2 separate regions of the Mus musculus genome follow, and region 1 is linked to region 2. The links are chromatin contacts, called in public promoter capture Hi-C maps. All regions are on one chromosome and are shown on one strand. Each heading gives the region's core, a stretch centred on a gene start, on an enhancer-like site or on the middle of the called end of the contact. The rest is flanking DNA. Distances are from core to core; before and after follow the strand shown.

Evidence for each region. Promoter capture Hi-C pulls out the DNA fragments that hold promoters and counts their contacts.
Region 1: a contact with region 2 is called in a promoter capture Hi-C map of liver, with 2.4 times the contacts expected there. The contact joins two enhancer-like sites. A contact is called at or near these places in 2 of 39 promoter capture datasets (both in liver) and 1 of 484 Hi-C or Micro-C datasets (liver).

What each region holds. Positions count from the first base shown.
Region 1 is chr6:129,209,024-129,215,492 of GRCm38.p6, forward strand. Gm38906 (a long non-coding RNA gene) reads left to right here. Exons shown (of 4, transcript XR_869480.2): 2 at 24-89. Among named protein-coding and RNA genes, the nearest start is that of Gm38906, 19 kb to the left of the region's middle. Within about 2 kb of position 3,503, at least 48 of the 459 cell types and tissues checked have an H3K27ac peak or open chromatin away from gene starts, as enhancers often do. A contact at or near this core is called in liver, where this site is marked.
Region 2 is chr6:128,529,795-128,535,809 of GRCm38.p6, forward strand. It overlaps the pseudogene Gm8724. Among named protein-coding and RNA genes, the nearest start is that of Pzp, 6.1 kb to the left of the region's middle. Within about 2 kb of position 3,222, at least 11 of the 459 cell types and tissues checked have an H3K27ac peak or open chromatin away from gene starts, as enhancers often do. A contact at or near this core is called in liver, where this site is marked.

The DNA of each region.
Region 1 (6,469 bases), core at 2,253-4,752, 680 kb after region 2:
CCAAAAACAAGTGTGATTTTCAGTTTCAGGTGACCCTCATACAGGGTAACTGTGGCCCTCCTGGCACCGTGGCTGGTAACAATCTAGAGGTGAGTGGATGTTAAGTGATTATTCATATCTTTATAACCCCATGACTCATTTACAGGTAACTTTTAACATAAGAACTATATTAGTAAGGTAGAAACCGAAAGATTTTAAACTAGTTGAGCCCTTGGCAGTAAGTTTTGACCTTTGTTCGTCTTACTTTTTCTTGTTTTTACAGAAGTTTCCAGCAGATCATTTGACTATATCTTCTTCCACTTTCGGGGAACTTAGACATATTAACCTCTTGCCCAAAAGCTCATCTGGAAGGCGAAACTATTAGTCTCAGCTTCATTGGCTAAATTAGAACATTTACTGAAATGTGTCATTACTATGTCTGGAGTGCAGTGAGTGGCTAACAGTAAGCTGAAGTTTTATGTTGTCTCAAAAGAAGGTGTCTCAGTGGTGGGTTGTCCATTAACCTGGCTTTCTGTTTGGGGATTTTTAATTTTTATTTTATTTTTCTGTCACAGGGGTAAGAAGCTGTGAGCTGCCAGTCAATACAATGTTGATTGCCTATTTTGTTGTATTTTAGAACCATTAAGCATTGAGCTGGCCCAAGGGTCAGGACCCTGGATGCAGGGGAAAGGAGTGTCTAAGTTACTCCTGGCATCAGCTCCTATGAAGGTCCACCAGAGAAGTAGAATTTATTTATTTAATTAAAAATTTTTTTTTCGAGACAGGGTTTCTTTGGAGAAGTAGAATTTCTACATAAAAGCTAATGGAAATTATTGTGGGGTATCCAACAGAGAACACTGCCTGGATTAAAATTTAAGCCAATAGAAATCTTTATCAGCTGGCTGGAGAGCATACTTGGTATTCAGGATCCCAGTGTACCACCAAGCCTTTATGAAAAAAAAAAAATCCCGGGTTGACACACTTCAGTTAACAAGCACATTTAGTCAGAAGCAGAATTAAAGAAGTAAAAAAGAGCAAGGTTAGTCATTTAGGGGCATTTCCATCACTATGGACTTTGATGGATCAGGTCTTTGTTTTCATTTTGGCAGGTGGTACCATCTATGTGCTGAGTTTAATGGCCTGAATGGTACTTCAATCATGGAGTCAGTTGTGCCAAGGTCTGGGCACTTGTTACAGAAGCCTAAAAATTAAAAAAAAAAAAAAGTGTAAGAATTGATAGCAATGGGTTTCAAATCAGATTGGTCCCTGCAGAAAGGAGTATTGATATGATATTGGTGCCATGCTGATAAAGAGTAGCCATCAGGCTGAAGCACAAGGAGCCAAGACAGGAGACAATATACAAAATGGTAGGACAAAGATGAATGAATCTAAAAGGAGCAAGAGAAGTTGCAGGAAAGAAAGAGGGTGGCAAGAAAGACATTTTGTCTGGAAAGATAGTAATCACTATATTCTCAAAAGAAAATAGCAAGCCAGACAAGAGCTGTCTGAGTTAAAGAAACAGATGAGCCTTCAGGCAGCCATGGGGCTGGTTACCACATTACAAACAAGGATGTTGGGTTTTTTTTCTTTTCCTGTTTAGTAGATGTGATAAGACGCTGTGGTATAGCAACTGCATTACAGATAACTCAAATTTTCCATCCCTTTGAAAATAACCTTCTTTGTTTTTTATGCTAGCTCGGTAGTCGTGAAGTATGGCGTTTCAAAATATCATGAACTTAATCTCTTTTATCTTAATTATCTTCTTTAGTTAGCTCACAAAATAATGAGATAAATTATGGCATTTCATGCATGTAGATTTCTATGGATGTAGATCATTGTGCTTTGTTGGGATCCACCCTTCTATCAAGCTCCTTTACCTTCTATCATGCTCCCTTTACCTTCCACTGATGACACCTCAACATATATTATACATTCAAGTGTAGATTTTTTTTTTGTGTAACCCTAAACTGGGTTGTTGGGTTGTTATTGTTTTATATATATATATATATAGTTTTATATATATATAACTATATATATAGTTATATATAGTTATGTATATAAAACAATATATATTATATCAATATATAAATTATATATACACATATATACATACACATATATATATTTTCCCCCCTATGGGAGAATGAAGAGTTTTAAGTTTCTTAAGTTAGTTTTATTATTTGCCTTCCTTGGCCATAAGGTGTTTTTGAGGGAACACTTAAGTATATATTCCCCACTTTTTTTGGTGGTTACCATTGATAGGAATGAATTGCAATAATAGAGGGTTATCCTCAAGGATTCTGTGAAATGTACATCTCCCAGAAGACAGTGATACCATTGGAGAAGACTGGGGTGGAGTGAGTCATCTGATTAACATATGAAATAAGCTAGTTGGGAAAAAAAAGAGTAGAAACTAATTTGGGGCTACAGAATAAAGCATGGGAAAGAAAAGCCTGGGGAGTCTCAGGGGAAGGTGGTGCTATATATAAATGACCTATAAGTGTCATGGCTCTGGGGCAAGAGTTTTCAGCCTCAGGCTTCCCCCTCCTTAGTTCTCTAGATCACTTCCATTTTCCAGAGTGACTTTCTCTTCTTTAATAAATCGTCTCAGTTTCTATCACTCACTATCCATGTGCTCACAGTCCACTTCTGTTTAGGACAAAAAAAAAAAAAAAAAAACAAGAAAAGAAAAGAAAAGGAAAGGAAAGGAAAGGAAAGGAAAGGAAAGGAAAGGAAAGGAAAGGAAAGGAAAGACAAGACAAGACAAGACAAGACAAGACAAGACAAGACAAGACAAGACAAGACTGTCAGCAGATGTCCTATGGACTCTGGTCCACACCTACAACAATATTTCATATTGGTTGGTCAGACTTTTTAATAAGTCTTGACTGCTAACAGAATAATACCCCCAAGTTATATACAACAAACTGATAACTTACTTGCAGCATAGAAAATAACTAACTGTGGTGGTTTGAATAAAAATGGCCCCTGTAGGCTCATCTATTTGAATTCTTGGTCACTAGGGAGTGGCAATCCTTGAGAGGGATTAGGAGGTGTGGTCTTGTTGGAGTGGGTGTGGTCTTCTTAGAGAAGTGTGTTACTGGAGGTGGGCATTGGGGTTCAGAAGCCCAAGCTGGGCTCAGTGGCTTTTTCTGCTGCCTGCAGATCCAGATGTAGATTTCTCAATTCTCCAGCACCATTTTTGGTGCATGTCTCCATGTTCCTTGTCATGATGACATGGATTAAACCTCTAAAAATGTAAATCAGTCCTAATTAAATGATTTTTAGTTAGCATTGTTGTGGTCTATTGTGCCAGGAAGCATTTGTGAACCCCAAAAGACCACTAAGGAGCCATCTCCAATGTAATAATATTAGGGTCCCTTTATTACAAGCTCAGGCTTGGGCTCTTCTCCAGCCCAACCCTGACACAGCAGGACAGAAAGGGAAGGTGGAGCAGCCCTGAGCCCTCAGCAGGACAAGTTTTTAATAGGAAAATAGGAGCAAGCAAGAGGGTAAGAAAGGGGGTGTCTAGTCTGGCAAGCATCTAATTGAATGGCTATAAGCCAATAGGTGGGTGCTCTGAAGCAAGACCATAGAAAGTTACAAATGGTCTGAAAGTACATGTGAAACAGTCAGATTAATCTTTAACTGTTGCTAGGAAGTAGCCAGGGAGCAACTCTGGCCAAGGACAAGTCATGAGGTCAAATTCTACTGCAGGTCAAATTCTCAAGATTTTTTTTTTTCTTTATTTTTTATGATGGAGGCCAATTCCCAGATGGATGAGGTTTGGCATCTCATAGCTGTGGTGTCTCAGCAATAGAACACTGAGACTATGCACAAGTCTAATACATGTTTTTTCATCATACCATGCCTAAATACATACTTGCTCTTACTTTATTAACATCCTTTATCATAGCTTATCAAGTTGCCAGATTAAACAATAGCCAGGGTTGAATTCAGGAGCACAGGTGGAGGGAACAGTGTGAGGGTAGGCTGCTTGGGTCTGAGCCTTGGCTTTTTTATTGAAACTGTTTTATAATCTCAGTAAATGAAAATTGTGTGTTGATTCCCAGGGTTGCTGTAATGATTAAACTGCATATTAAGTACAGAGTGGATATTATTTGTAAGAAAGTTCAAATTAGTCTCTTGACAAAATGTAACAAGCTTAGTAGTAGAGTGCCTGTCTAGCATGCACAATGCACTGGATTCAATCCCTATCACCACTAAAACAAAGCCCAAGTGAGGCTTCTTATGATCCTTGAGTCAAAATGCTCTACTTTGTAGTATTCTGGGATACGAAAGGATGCTAATGTATAAGTCACATAAACTATATATCCTTAGCTATAACAAGAGGAAATAAAAGAGACAATTATAAATAGAGAAAATCAACACTGTATTTGGATTAAATAATTATGGAAATATAAAGTACTTAGATTATTCCCATTGAAGGAAAAAGACTTTAAAACTGCTATTGCTTTCCTTATGATAACTAGAAATCGAGCACCATTGTCTTAGATTACAGGAAAAGATGAAGCTAAGGGTAAATTCTGTTATGATCACTGGGTTAAACATTACTCAAACTGCCATTTGCTTGAATGGCCAACTAAAATAGAATGATTATTCTTTATCACATTTGAACTTTGCAACACAAATATAAAGAAGGAAGAAAGTCTATTTACATTTGGCTAATGTCCATCTGGCTGTCCTCTAGGCTAGGGACAAACATTTTATATTACTTCCTTATTAAATGCATGTGACCAGAACAAATCCTTAAAACTATTAGGGAGGTTATTATCATAACCTCCTGCAGTCTCTAGTGTATGTCATGATCTTCCAGTTATTTCAGCATGTTCCAGAATTTTTATTTATTTAATTATTTTATCAGATAGATCAAATATAGCTAGTTTTTCTGGCAGACAATGCCTTTCTTGTTGAACATACCCTAGAAGCACCAAGAGAGATCTTCATGGATGAAGATATGTTCTATAGTGTAGATAGGAAGCAAAGGAGGCAGGGTATTATGAAAACTTCCTCAACTATCAGACCAAACATACATAACAACCAAAACCTTTGTACATTCAGAAGTGATATTAATGCAAGCTTTCCAGTGTCTCTAACAAGCCGTAGTCAGCAACACTCAAGATAATCCGCACATAGGCAATTCCCATTTCTGTGCATATTCTTTTATTACCCCACATGGGTTTATCATTTCCTGACATTTTGAACTTAATATTTAGAGAGGGCTTCATTCAAAGATCATAGACTAGAGGCTGCCTCAAGTGTGAGCCAATAAAGATGAGAGTCAAAATAAGAAAAGTCAGAAGAGATATAGAGGAAAGGTTTTGGGTCTGGATTGGGGGAAAAAAACAAGTAACAGCTACAAAGGAGAGAGAGAGAGAGAGAGAGAGAGAGAGAGAGAGAGAGAGAGAAGCTGATTCTACCTGGCAAACACTACTCTACCCTCCCTTCATATCAGGCAGAAGGAACAAGGAAGAGGAACTAGGAGGTTAGGAGGAGCTCGACATTTCTGCTTGGCTCCTCAGGTGGATTGACTAGTCCTACCATCAAGGCATTGGAAGAAGGTGGCCCGAAAGGGCAAGCACCCAGTGTACTCAGAAGCAGTTCACTAAGATGTGAGGTTGAACCCAGGCAGAGCAGGAATTGATCCCCAAGGACTTTGAGCAAGTTCTAGATGGAAGGTTGGAGGAGGAAATACCAAGCAAGTGGAAGCTGCAGAAAAGCTTCCACAGTGATTCTTATACCTCTTAAAATAGACTTGCAACCTGAACAGGTTGGAAGAAGTATAGGGGCCCCTGCACACTCATGAAAGGGAATATTAATAAATAGGACATAGTAAACACTAAAGTGCATAAAAGGCCACCCAGGCCCTGGCATAATAAGGATGGAGGCTCAGTACCCCATCTCACATTGAGATAGATCTCCCAAATTAAAAAACCAGCAGAGAAAACTTATAGTTGAATTAAACAGTAAATCCATTGGATTTCATAGAAGTGTATAGAATGTTCCACAGAACAGAAAGAAAATAGTTTTCACAATGACCCATAGACCTTCCATTAAAACTGACCATGCCATTGGCCGTGAAGCAAACCTTAATAAATTGAAAAACAACAAAATAAGTCCTCAAGTATTTCTAGGCGACAGTGGGATGAAACTAGAGGTCAATAGCTAGACTGGCCTCAGAAACACACACACATACTTCTGAGATAGAACAACACAACACTGTTTTGAACAATGGGCTGTTGATGAAACCAGGGAGGAATTGGAAGAGTTCCCAATATTCAATGGAACTAGAACAAAGGGATAGGGAGATGACTTAGTGGGTAGAGTGCTTATCCTGTGAATATGAAGTTCTGAGCTCAAATCCCCCAAACTTAAGTAAAGCCAACCTCTGTAGCATACATGTGAAATCTCAGTACTCCTATGGAGAGAGGGAAGGCAGACAGGAAAATCTTCAAAGCCTACAGGCTAG
Region 2 (6,015 bases), core at 1,972-4,471:
CCTCTCCTCAGGCCTGGCGAGTGGTACCTGCTGAAAATTCTTTCTTTTTTTTAAAAATATTTTCTTTTTTCGAGACAGGGTTTCTCTGTGTAGCCTTGGCTGGCCTGGAACTCACTCTGTAGACCAGGCTGGCTTCGAACTCAGAAATCTGCCTGCCTCTGCCTCCCGACACTGCTCCACCAAAAATTATTTCTTTTTTTTTTTTTTAAAGATTTATTTATTTATTTATTTATTTATTATATGTAAGTACACTGTAACTGTCTTCAGACACTCCAGAAGAGGGAGTCAGATCTCGTTAAGGATGGTTGTGAGCCACCATGTGGTTGCTGGGATTTGAACTCAGGACCTTCGGAAGAGCAGTCGGGTGCTCTTACCCACTGAGCCATCTCACCAGCCCCAAAAATTATTTTTTAATGAAATTACATGCATATTGCATTTGGCTCCCTTGATGAGATTGTATATCTTTGGATAGATATTGATTATTGGTAGCATGAGGCAAATTTTTGACAACCTATTCTTTACCCTTTTTTTTCTATTCTATTTCCTATTGTGTAGACAGATAGACGCAATAAGAAAACATGTTCATCTAAAAAGATAGAAAAAAGGAGAGGCTCTGTCTGATCTTTTATATGTCATTTAATTATTTACATTTCAAGTTTGGAAGGCAGAGATCACATTATGATCTTCAATAAAATTAATTTTAAAATTTAATTTAGTATTAACTATGCTGTCAATCATTCTTTTGAAAGAAAGGCACTGAAAACCACTCAGTTGTAAAAGAGTCTGGAAATCTATCTGTTGAATCATTTTTACACCAATTCCCATGAGCTCACACCCAAGGCTCACTAGGACTTAGGGATAGCTACTGACTGCCTCTTTCTTTCTTTCTTTCTTTCTTTCTTTCTTTCTTTCTTTCTTTCTTTCTTTCTTTCTTTCTTTCTTTCTCTCTCTCTCTCTCTCTCTCTCTCTCTCTCTCTCTCTCTCTCTCTCTCTCTCTCTCTCTTCCTTCCTTCCTTCCTTCCTTCCTTCCTTCCTTTCTTCCTTCCTTCCTTCCTTCCTTCCTTCTTTCTTTTTTTTTAAGGAAAACACTTTGCAGTCCTGGTATTTTATTTCTTTGTGTACATTAGGCCATGAATTCATATGGAATGGGCTCCAACAGCTCAGGCTCTTTTCCGTTAGTCCTCACAAAGTATGCTTCTTTGGGTGGCGCAGGCTGGCGCTTCAGGTGCACCCAGGTGCCCTTCTCTTTGGCTTCCTTTTTCTTCTGGTCGTTCTCCTTCACCCGCTTCAGGAAGCTGTCTCTGCCCTTTGAGTGCTTGATGTGCTCAATCCGCACATTGATCCTCTTGGCCAGAATTTTGCCCTTAACCTGCTTGTTTACAATGATGCCCACGGCATGCTGGGTGACATTGTAGACTCTTCCGGTTTTGCCATGGTAGCACTTATGGGGCATTCCTTTTTGAACAGTGCCCATTCCCTTGATGTCTACAATATCACCTTTCTTGTAGATTCACATGTATGTGGCCAAAGGAACAACGCCATGTTTCCTAAAAGGCCTAGAGAACATGTACTGGGTGCCTCTCCTCTTTCCCTTTGTGTTCATCATTTTGGCGAGTTACTGGAAGATGGCTCGACTACCACTTTCTTAATTAAAGACTCAGTTTTAAGCCCAATATACTTAGCAAATCTGAATAAACGGAAATATCAGTGTACTGGCTAGTTTTGTGTCAACTTGACACAGCTGGGGTTATCACAGAGAAAGGAGCTTCAGTTGAGGAAATGCCTCCATGAGATCCAACTCTAAGGCATTTTCTCAATTAGTGATCAAGGGGGAAAGGCCCCTTGTGGGTGGGACCATTTCTGGGCTGGTAGTCTTGGGTTCTATAAGAGAGCAGGCTGAGCAAGCCAGGAGAGGCAAGCCAGTAAAGAACATCCCTCCATGGCCTCTGCATCAGCTCCTGCTTCCTGACCTGCTTGAGTTCCAGTCCTGACTTCCTTGGTGATGAACAGCAGCATGGAAGTGTAAGCCGAATAAACCCTTTCCTCCCCAACTTGTTTCTTGGTCATGATGTTTGTGCAGGAATAGAAACCCTGACTAAGACAATCAGCTTATTTATTTTTTGGTGTAACACAAGTATAAATAGACTTTTGATAATATAGCACTTCATGGAATGCTTTCATTTTATCAGAACCATGATCTATATATAGTTTAGCCTATTATCCGTCTATCTATCTATCTATCTATCTATCTATCTATCTATCTATCTATCTATCTATCATCTATCTATCTATCTATCTATCTATCTATCATCTATCTATCTATCTATCATCTATCTATCTATCTATCTATCATCTATCTATCATCTATCTATCTATCTATCTATCATCTATCTATCATCTATCTATCTATCTATCCATCTATCTATCTATCTATCTATCTATCTATCTATCTATCTATCTATCTATGCATGCCACATCTCTTAATAATCTAGATTTAAGTTGAGTACTTGTTAAATTAGTTTTTCATTTAATGAACTTAATGTACTCTTGTACTTCTCAGTTCTAGGGTAAGCAATCAGGGTGAGGACCTACTGTCTACAAATGTAAGACATCTCCCCTGGAGTTTCCTCCCACACTCTCTGATTTACTACTGTGTAGTTCTCAGCAGCAAATGGATGTCAGTTGGAAAAAGGCAAAAGATGGACTTTTAAGCAAGAATAGTCATTTAGACACAACTACAGGAAATTTCAGAATGAAACAGAAGAACTATTTTTATGTCACGATTTTCTCATACCAGAAGTAAATTTGAGTAAAATGGGTATTTGAAGCTTAAGTCAAACTGAAGATTCCTTGATTATAAGAGTTTCCACATATATTGATATTTTAAATTGCCTTTTTGTAAGAAACTAGAACGAAGGTCTTCACTCGAGGGCACATGTAAAATACATGGACAATGGGAAGAGGTTTTCACATACTGAAATAACTCTCGAGTCATGCTAACCGGGAGAGGCACCCGGGCTAACTGTAGGGCAGTGATTGCTGCAACAATCATATGATTATGTACACAATTTCAAGGGTTCCAGAAACTATGTTGAAATAGACCGAGGCCAAAGTTGAATTTGCGTGGGAGATTTTTGCCAAATGTCAAACATAAACCTTGTAGAGTCAGGGAGATAGCTCAGCAGACCAAGGCTGTGTCCAAACCCCGATGACTTGATTTTGAGCCTCAGATCACATAGTAAGAGGTAGTAATCCTTGTGCTCTGATCTCCACATGGGCACTATGGCAAGTGCCCGACCCCATAAAATAAACAAGTAAGTGTAAAATGATAAACCCGGTGGCATTCCAACAACTAGCATGCATTTATCAAGATTAACAAATCTATACTCTACTAACCATCGAAACTTCAGTGACAATGGCCAAAAGAGGCTGTTGTAAATAAAAAGCAAAACTGTGGCTGAATCACAGTATTAAATATTTACACCAGTAAGGGTTGGAGGAGTTGGTTTTTGTTTTTGTTTTTTTTTTCATTGCTGATAATTGTGGTATGTTAATTAGACAACAGATTTTTGAAATTAGCAAATAAAACTACTAAAAAAAAAAAAACCATGGAAAACATCATCACCCTTGGACATTGTTCTAAGCCAATGTCATTTCCCGAGAAGTATGTTTGCTGAGGGTTGAGCAATTGTGAGTGGGCTGAGAATGAACGTGTCCTACCCGTATTAGTGTGTACACTGGGGGAGCTGCATTTTGAACTACTGAGGCAGAAATCTGGGTTACATTTGCATATATTGAGACAGAGACGGAAGCTGATATGAGTACACGTGGCTTTAGAAATGAGGGTTCTAGGGAAAGACAGAAGTGGGAAGACTCATTGGGATAGCCCAGCTAGCACCGAATCTGGGCTAGCTCTCTTCTGTTGTGAATCTTGTTCTGGCAAAGAACAGAATGGAAAAGGGGGAGGATTACACAGCCCTCAGTGTATGCTCCTGAGCAGACTCTGGGAGGGAGGAAGAAGGACAGACAAAAAGGACATAAGGAATGCATGCATGATTTTTACTCTCCAAAGACACATGCTTTATGCTGTACAGTATCAGCATTCAGAGATCAAGTCGGGGATCATCAAGGGAGACACTGTTCACCCATTCTGTCTTTTTTTTTTCAAGATCTCAGTGGCACTCCCTGACTCTATTACACTTGATGAAAATGTTCTTGTAGAAAATTAGCCTTCTAACTGGAGTAAGATAGTGTAGTCTGCATTTCTCTGATGGCTAAGGATGCTGCATATGAAAAGAAAATGTTTCTCAGCTATTTTTATTTTATGTTTTAAGAACTTTATGTTTAGATCCACACCAAAATTTTAAATGGGATCTTTGTTTTCTTGGTGTTTACTTTTTCTTGTGTCCTTTGCATGTTCTAAATAATAACTCCCTGTCAGATATAGCTTATAAAGATTTCATTTTTCCTATTCAGTAGCCTGCCTCTTCACTCAGATGGCAGCATCCTTTGCCGATCAGAAACTTTGGGTCCCATTTATCATTTGTTGGTCTAAATGTTGATGCTTCCAGGGTCCATATGGACCAAGAACCTCAACATAAGACCTAGAACCTCAATTCTAATTATCATAGAAGATAGGCGACACAATTGAACTCACTGGTACAGGAAAGGGCTTTCTGAACAAAACTGGTACAAAATGGAGGACTCTGTTTTCTTAGTGAACTTTTTCTTCTCTGCCTGTTCTGGGAATCCCAACCCATGCTCTGCCTGGGGAATGTCACGTAATCCCTGGCGAAATCACAGGTTCAACTTCCTGGAACACTTCTCTGTGCAAAGAAGACCTTAACCAAGACCAACACCTTAAGCCTCAGCAATGGAAACTTCATTCTAAGAAGAACCTTTTCCAGTCTCTAAGGTATATATATACATATATATGTACATATACATATATATACACACATACACATACATATACATACACACATACATACACATACACACATACATATACATACACACACATACACACATACATATACATACACACATATACATACACACATACATATACATACACACATACATATACACACATACATATACACACATACATATACATACACACATACATACATATACATACACATACACATACATACACACATACATATACATACACACACATACACACACATACACACACATACATACATATACATACACACACATATATGTATGTGTGTATATATGTGTCTCTATCTCTCTCTCTCTCTCTCTCTCTCTCTCTATCTCTATCTCTCTCTCTCTCTCTCTCTCTCTCTCTCTCTCTATCTCTATCTCTATCTCTATCTCTATCTCTATCTCTATCTCTATCTATCTATATCTCCCTGGTTAACCCCAAATAAACTGTATGTGTACAAGCCAGAATTAAGTAAAGCCCGGTGTGCAGTGGCATCTGGACACACTGAGAGGGAGGAAACAGAAGACCCTGAATCAAAGCTGGACCCAACATTCATCCGACACTGGCCCCCTTAGGTTTGTAGCCATATTATAATGCAAAAATGCATTCAGTCCAACTTCAAAAGTCATCATAGTCTATTACAGTCTCAACACTGTTTAGAAGTCCAAAGTTCAAAGTCTCTGAGACTCATGGCAGTCTCTCAGCTGTAACTCTCTGCAAAATCAACATCAAAAAGCAGATCCCTTACTTCCAGCATACAGTGGCACAGGACATGCGTTACTATTTCAGAAAGAAGGAAAGGGAGCATAATTAGGAAATACTGGACCAAAGCAAGACCTAAAACCAGCAGGGCAAACTCCAAATTCTGAATCTCCCATGTTTGATGTCAAAGTGCTCTTCAGATCCCCAACTCCTTGGAGCTTCGTAAACTGCAACATCTCTCTCTTGGGCTGTATGTAGCTCCTCTTGGCAGGCATTTCATGACTCTGGCATCTCCAACATATTGGACTCTCGAAAGAAATCTAGGCTTCTGCTTCATAGCTTCACAAAGTGAC